2 separate regions of the Hordeum vulgare genome follow, and region 2 is linked to region 1. A link is a contact called in public Hi-C data. All regions are on one chromosome and are shown on one strand. The core of a region is the stretch at or near the end of the contact, and the rest is flanking DNA. Distances in the headings are between cores, read along the strand shown.

Region 1 (3,234 bases), core at 377-2,876:
TGATGGGGGGCAGCAAGGAGGTGTCCATGGCGACGAGTGACGGCCACGGAGGATGCACCGGAGCGTGCGGTGGCGAGGCAATGGTGGCGGTGGGTGGGGGAGCGGGAAAGGCCGTGCGGAAATGTCCCTCCCGCCAAATCTTGTTGCGGATAGGGGCTGAGCTCGGGTCGGCCTCCCAGCCCGTGAAACTAGAGGATGGGGGAGAAGTTTTGCCGCGCCCCGCAAAAATATTTGCGGGCCAGGGCGGGATCCGGGGTCTGATCGGACAGGTTTTCCCGCCCCGACCCGCACTTTGACAGTTATTTTTCTGGCTGGGGCGGGATGCGGGGTCTGCTAGAGTTACTTTTAGAGGAAGATCTCGGAGACCCCCAAAAATGCATACATGTACGTAACATTTTAACAATCGGCCAGGCGTGGAGAGGTTGTCACGGTAATTTGTTTTTTAGCACATTAGAGACGTCACCGACGCTACTCCTATGACCACCTTCGAAAGATTGAGTCGAGAGTCATCTGAAATTGACGAAATCATCACAGATGTTTCGTAGTCGATGAGAACATCTCCTTCACCGAACGCTCATCGCCGAAAGGCCTCAAATAAATTCGAAATAATACTACCATCAATGCCAAGTCTAGGACTTGAACTCTAATGGATTGGTTCCACTACAAGAAACCTAACTATCCGCGCTATGCTTGGTTCACGTCATAACAATTTATTGGTCATTTTACCTTCATACATACAAAAATGGGATGGAAGTCGTCTCAAATTTTGAATTGGGCCAGTCGATTTCTAGGATCAATTTGAGTCGTTGGATGACAAACGTATGTTGATGGTCACATCTTCTTCCTCCAACTATCGTCCTCTCGTTATGTCGCCGCTCGCGGGCGGCGACGCTCCCGTGTAGCCTTGCTGCACCACCCTCCCCCCAACTGTGGCCCACCACCATGTTGTCGACCCCTAGCCATCCCTCTACCCCCTGGCGCCGACGGAGATTTTCTCCGATGAAGTTGCAGCGCCGTCGTGTTATCACCCCACCTCCATCATTCACGGGTAGCCTGCCAGCGAGCTCCTTCCTTGAAAATCGACCGACCCAAAACCGAAAGACAATCGACAAACATTTAGCTATTGTGGCAAAAAAATATTGTTGTATGTGCATCAATTCACACTCTTCCCCTTTTTGTCACGATTTTGATGGATTTGCAAACTGTCGTATCATTTGAGGTACGAAGGTTTCTCTCGCATCTTTGATGAAAGAACTCTGGAAGTTTCTCCATTGTAGTTGAGTTTTACACGAGTTGACTTCGCCTAAATTTACCAAGTGGCAAACTCGGTCAGCAGTCAGCACACGTAAATCATCTTGACCTCGCCTAAATTTTAAACCAGCACTAAACATCATATAGTAAACAAAAATGGCTAATTCTACGCTAACTAACTGGAAAATATCCCTTTGGGTTAATTAATCTACATGCAAATCATTTACCTGCATTTTTCAAAAGAAAAGAAAAAAGAGGGAGGAGAGCAGAAGGAAAAAAAAAAGGAAGGAGGGAGGGAGGGAGGGGGGAAATCACACCACCTTGTCTTCCCTTCGCTGTCCCTCACTGCCAGCATACCATATCCATTGCTCGCTCCTCCCTCTCCTGTCCTAATTCACTACGCCGCTACTAGTATTTATTTACTATTAATTGCCCCGACTCCGTCTCCGTCTCCGTCTCCGTCCCCGTCCCCGTCCCCGCCTCCTCCACCGTCGCCGCCCAAATTCCCACGCAAACCCTAAGCCACCCAGCTAGCTCGACGCCCAGCCACGCCCAATGGCGGAAGACGCCGGCGACAGGGAGCAGCAGCAGCCCGCGGCGGCCGCGTGCGCCGGAGCAGTCGGAGCAGGACACGCCTGCGGGGAGGACGGGGGCGGCAGGGACGAGAGCTCCGTCAAGCTCTTCGTCGGCCAGGTGCCCAAGCTCATGACGGAGGCCGAGCTGGCCGCCATGTTCCGCGACGTCGCCATCGTCGACGAGGTCACCGTCATCCGCGACAAGGCCACCAAGGCGTCCCGAGGTCCGGATCCGTACGCCCCGCCCCGCCGGATTTCCCCCCCTCGCAATGCCGTCCCGCGCGTGCTTGCCTCTCTGTTGGTTTTGCTGGGTTTGGATCTGGGCGCGTTTCCCGTTGCTCGCGTTTTCTCCCTGCTCCCGCCCACGGCGGCCCCGGTGTGCCTCTGCTCGTGGCAATGCCGCCCGGCCACTTGAGCCGCGCCTGATTTCTGCTTCTTCCGGCCAAAAGTTCTCGCGCTCCGCTGGGAATTGGGTTTCTTCCTTGCCGATTCAGGCGCAATTGCGGCCGTTTTCGTGGGGGATTTTGTGCAAGGGCTGCGTTGAATTGCTAGCTTCTGCCATGGCGTGAACTCCCTGTGGAGAAAAGTCAAAACGTTTGCCCAGCTCTGCTTTATCCCGCGTTTTTTCACTTTGATGTTCTCATCTCGTATGTAGGAGCTCCGAGCCGCATCAGCTTCTCTGCTTCTCGGCCGCTCGAGCTCGGATTTTGTGCTGAATTAGTGGGGGTTTACCATCGCCAGTAAAATACTCCCGAGTTAGTTTTATGGGGTTGGATTGGTAAAATTTTTCTTTGCAGAAGTTTAGCTTTCGTTGACGTTGCTTCTCGTGTGTCTGTGTTTCGATCATGGGATGCGAATTTAGGTGTTTGGCCATGGTTAAATTTTTAGATGGATTGAGCTCGATTTTAAGCTGTCGATTGGACTCCAGCTATAAGCTGTCCTTGTTAGTTGTTAGTACAGATTCATTTCAACCAATAGCTGGACGAAGGCGCGTCTTCTCTGTACGTGCGATAGGCTGGATTTTAGGACCAGTGGAATTGCAATGTGTTTGTTGCTGTTTCGGTGGATTTCAGAATTTCATAGGCCCCATCAAGGAATTTACTCTCAGATGGTATTGAGAGGCTTTGCTCTGGATATTTTTGGCTATTTACCTTACAATTGTGCTCAGCCACTTACCCTACTATGAGATCGTGATTCAAGATGATGAAATCTGATGGTAACTATTTAGAACTTGTCGTAGGAGACACTTTCCTCTACCCCGAGCAATCAGTGCTTCTTCGTTTTGACTGGTTTGATTTGAATTATATCTGTTCCTGTTCGGAGGGATTGATTGTTTTGCTTTTACTGTCCCAGGAGTTTGATGTGTGAAAGCCATCAAATAAAATGGTGTCCTGCATGTGCAAATTCA
Region 2 (3,234 bases), core at 212-2,711, 290 kb before region 1:
GTATCAATTTAAGATACCTCACATATTAGAAATTATCCATTTTTCCTGATGTTGAATAATAATATGCTTATTGAATAAGTAACTTGCAAAGCAGCCTTTATAAGTAACTACTAATAAGGAAGGGATATAGAAGAAGAACCTGTTCTCCTGAGTCCCTCTGAATGCAACTACAACAGCATTCATGTCACTTGCAAAACCGACATATGCCTGGTTCATCAAAACTATCAACATCGATGTAGAAGAAGAGTATATTCAGGGTAAAAAGAAAGATCATGGATAGAGGGAATAACCTCCAAGCAATTTTTCACATCAATGATCAGCTCGATAACCTCGAACCCCTGCGTCATCAAACAAACCTATCAGTCAAGCACACCAAGCTACATATGAACAATGAAAAATCTCAAACAAAACCATCTTCTTGCCCTTTCTTTCAAACCTAGTGCATAAGAGGCGAGGAAGAATACCTCTGTTAAGTCAACGCATTTTTCACAGGTCCAGGAGAATAATTGTGACAGGTCATTAGTATACACCTGTAAAAAACAGCACCAATGTTCAAACCAGTTACTATTGGATAAATATTGCACTAGAAATCCTATGTATTCACCGTAAGCAAATCCGAATTGGATGATGAAGAAGACAAGGCGACAGGCAAACTTACTGCTGAAGTATACTCTGCAAGCGTCTTGGCGAGAGTGGAATTATATGCTGGCGCCTGTCTTTTGCTCTTAAGTTCTGAACGAAGAAAACAGGACCAACATGAGAATACAATGACCCACTGAGTAATCGATCATGACACAGAATAAAACCGAGTAGCTAGGCTAAGAGTCACTGCAGAGCATGACAAGGTATGCATAAAAGCATATAAAAAGTTTGAAGTTTGTGCACATAACAGGAGTCAAAGTATGAAACAACATGCCGTGAACTTGTGAACAAACAACGGCTGGTAGATAATGGTGTTCTAGGTCCTAATTCGGTTGTTCTAGTAAAAAACAGTTCCTAATCGATTCCTGAACATAGGCACGACATTGCCGTGAACCCGAGGCAAAAGCTTCACCGGCAACAAGGGTCTCCGACATCCGGCTGCAACCAGTCGGATCACGGTATTTTCCGAAGGCGAGAGAAAAGCGAGCAGCCGTACCTCTCCCAGAGCAAAGCAGCAGCAAGGACATTAGAACCGCGGCCTGCAGCCACCGCCGCCGCTCCATCCCCTCGAACCGAATCCACCAACACACCGAGCCGGAGCGGAGCAAACTCCGCCCCCCGGACCAGATTCGGTGTGCGCGCTCCTCGCCGGCGGGAGAAACCTTGGCCGGATCGAGCGAGGGGACAATCGATCAATGATTAGGGAGGGTCAGCGAGGGGGAGCGCGCCGAGTCGGGCCTCCGATAGAGAAATATTCGAGGTTGGAGAAGTGCAGGGCAAGCGAAACCTTTTTTTTTTTTTTAGGGTGGGCAAGCGAAACTTTCGAAAGAAAATATACGCAAGTACTCGTGTATATATGGTACAAAGTTGAAGGGGGGTGGTAAAATAAAATAACCCGCGGACACTAATAAACCAGTCGGATCACGGTAACACGGCACGTTTTAAAAAAAGTTGATTGATTATTAGCGCTGGTGGCGTGCTGGTCCACCTCGGTCGCCGTCAGGAATTAATAAGGAGGGGGAGAGGTGTGGCGCGAGACGGATCGGCCACAGAGAATCCCGGGGGTACGCGTGCGATCCAGGCTCTCCTTCCACGTGGCCCTGACGTGGACCGATCGCGCGGCCGCAAAAGATCCGAGTCCTGCCGCTTCCCTTCCCCGACACAAAGCAGCTACGTAAGCTTGACACTCCATTCCAGAATCAGGGGGCAGAGGGGAGGGGAATCGGAATGGAGCTCTCGCCGTCTCCGTCGCCGGAGGGGAGGTGGGACGATCTCCCCGACGACATAGCCATCGCCGTCGCCTCCCGCCTCCAGGTGCGCCTCTCTCTCATCTTTCTCTCTGTATACGTAGCTCGCTCGCTCGTTGACTGGCTCGAGCCGTGCTCAGGAGGCCGACGTGTGCGCTCTCGGCGGATGCTCCCGGTCCTGGCGCCGCGCCTGCGACGCAAACTTCGTGTGGGAGGGCCTCTTCCGCCGCCGCTGGCCGGCCACCGCGGCCGCCATGGCGGCCGGAGGGGCAGGGGCTTCCCGCGCGCAGGTGGGTACAGACTGCAGAGACCAGAATACAGCTCTCCTGTCCATTCCCCCAACTTATTTTTCTCTTGGATTCACAGTTCATGTGGCCTGTGCCCTCGATTGAACGACTATACTAGTTCATACAAGTAACAAATCTGATGTAGCTCTGGGCACTTGGTACTGCTTTCACTTGATTATTGCTTATACAAGTTCAGTCTAATCCTTATTCAGGGCTTTCAGACCCTGCAGCGTTGTTTGCTAGGCTACTAAGTCGGTGTGTCATGTTAGATTCTGTGCAGAAACTTATGTGAGGCTAATTTCACTGTCGTACGTCAACTAGGAGTTATTTTGTCGCAATGTCATACTAGGACAATTCATGAGTTTCTTACTAAAATACGTCTTTGCTTTTTTGGAGGAAAGACGCACTTGAATTTGGGTTATAGTTCAGTCTAAGGTCCAATTTTTGTGTAGAGCCAATAGGCATTCTCTTAGCCGGAATATTATACGGAACTGTTTAAAATGTCTCAGGTCAGTTTAAAATGCAGTGTTCTTCATAGGCTTTTTTTTAAGAAAAGGAGGATTACCCCCAGCCTCTTGCATCTGGAAGATGCATGCAGCCATTTCATTGATTATTAGTACATCAGGTGGTCTGAAGCCACCATCTTAGCAACATCTGTCGCTACTCCTAACCACATGATTGAAGGGTGTCGATGGTCCGAGCCTAATACCAAACAGACATCGCACAAAAGCCTAACATCTAAAGTCAGAGGGCCCAACCAAGCCACATACTAGGTTTGGGACACAAACTGGTCTGCCACACTCTCATATGTCGTCGCTGCCATCTTGCACCAATCCAACTTCAGAGCAAACTAACGCATCGACCTTGCCAGGCTTCTGTGCCGTCGACGCCACCATGGCACCAGACAGCATCCTCCTCCTGCGCGAGTCCATCTCCGCGCATTGGACGTCGAGTCTCCACAACACCACGCCACCGAGATCCTTCGCCATCAATGTGTAAGATGAAGCACCGCTCCACCAAAGAAGCCGTCCTACGGTCCCTCGAGCCGCGTGTACCTT

The links. Hi-C and Micro-C count contacts between places; a contact is called where the count stands out from the background.
Region 2: a Hi-C map of leaf shows a contact between it and region 1, with 5 times the contacts expected there. The contact joins the promoter of LOC123440323 here to the promoter of LOC123440285 in region 1. A contact is called at or near these places in 4 of 6 Hi-C or Micro-C datasets (leaf and seedling) and 1 of 1 datasets of contacts at active chromatin or transcription factors (embryo).

Annotation. Positions count from the first base shown.
Region 1 is chr1H:398,169,501-398,172,734 of MorexV3_pseudomolecules_assembly, reverse strand. LOC123440285 (RNA-binding protein BRN1-like) reads left to right here and starts at 1,626. Exons shown (of 9, transcript XM_045116866.1): 1 at 1,626-2,050. The coding sequence starts at 1,807.
Region 2 is chr1H:398,462,269-398,465,502 of MorexV3_pseudomolecules_assembly, reverse strand. It overlaps LOC123440323 (lipase-like), which reads right to left and starts at 1,461. Exons shown (of 10, transcript XM_045116900.1): 1 at 1,139-1,461; 2 at 659-732; 3 at 465-530; 4 at 291-338; 5 at 140-207. The coding sequence starts at 1,205. It overlaps LOC123440314, which reads left to right and starts at 1,808. Exons shown (of 4, transcript XM_045116891.1): 1 at 1,808-1,956; 2 at 2,030-2,179. The coding sequence starts at 1,870.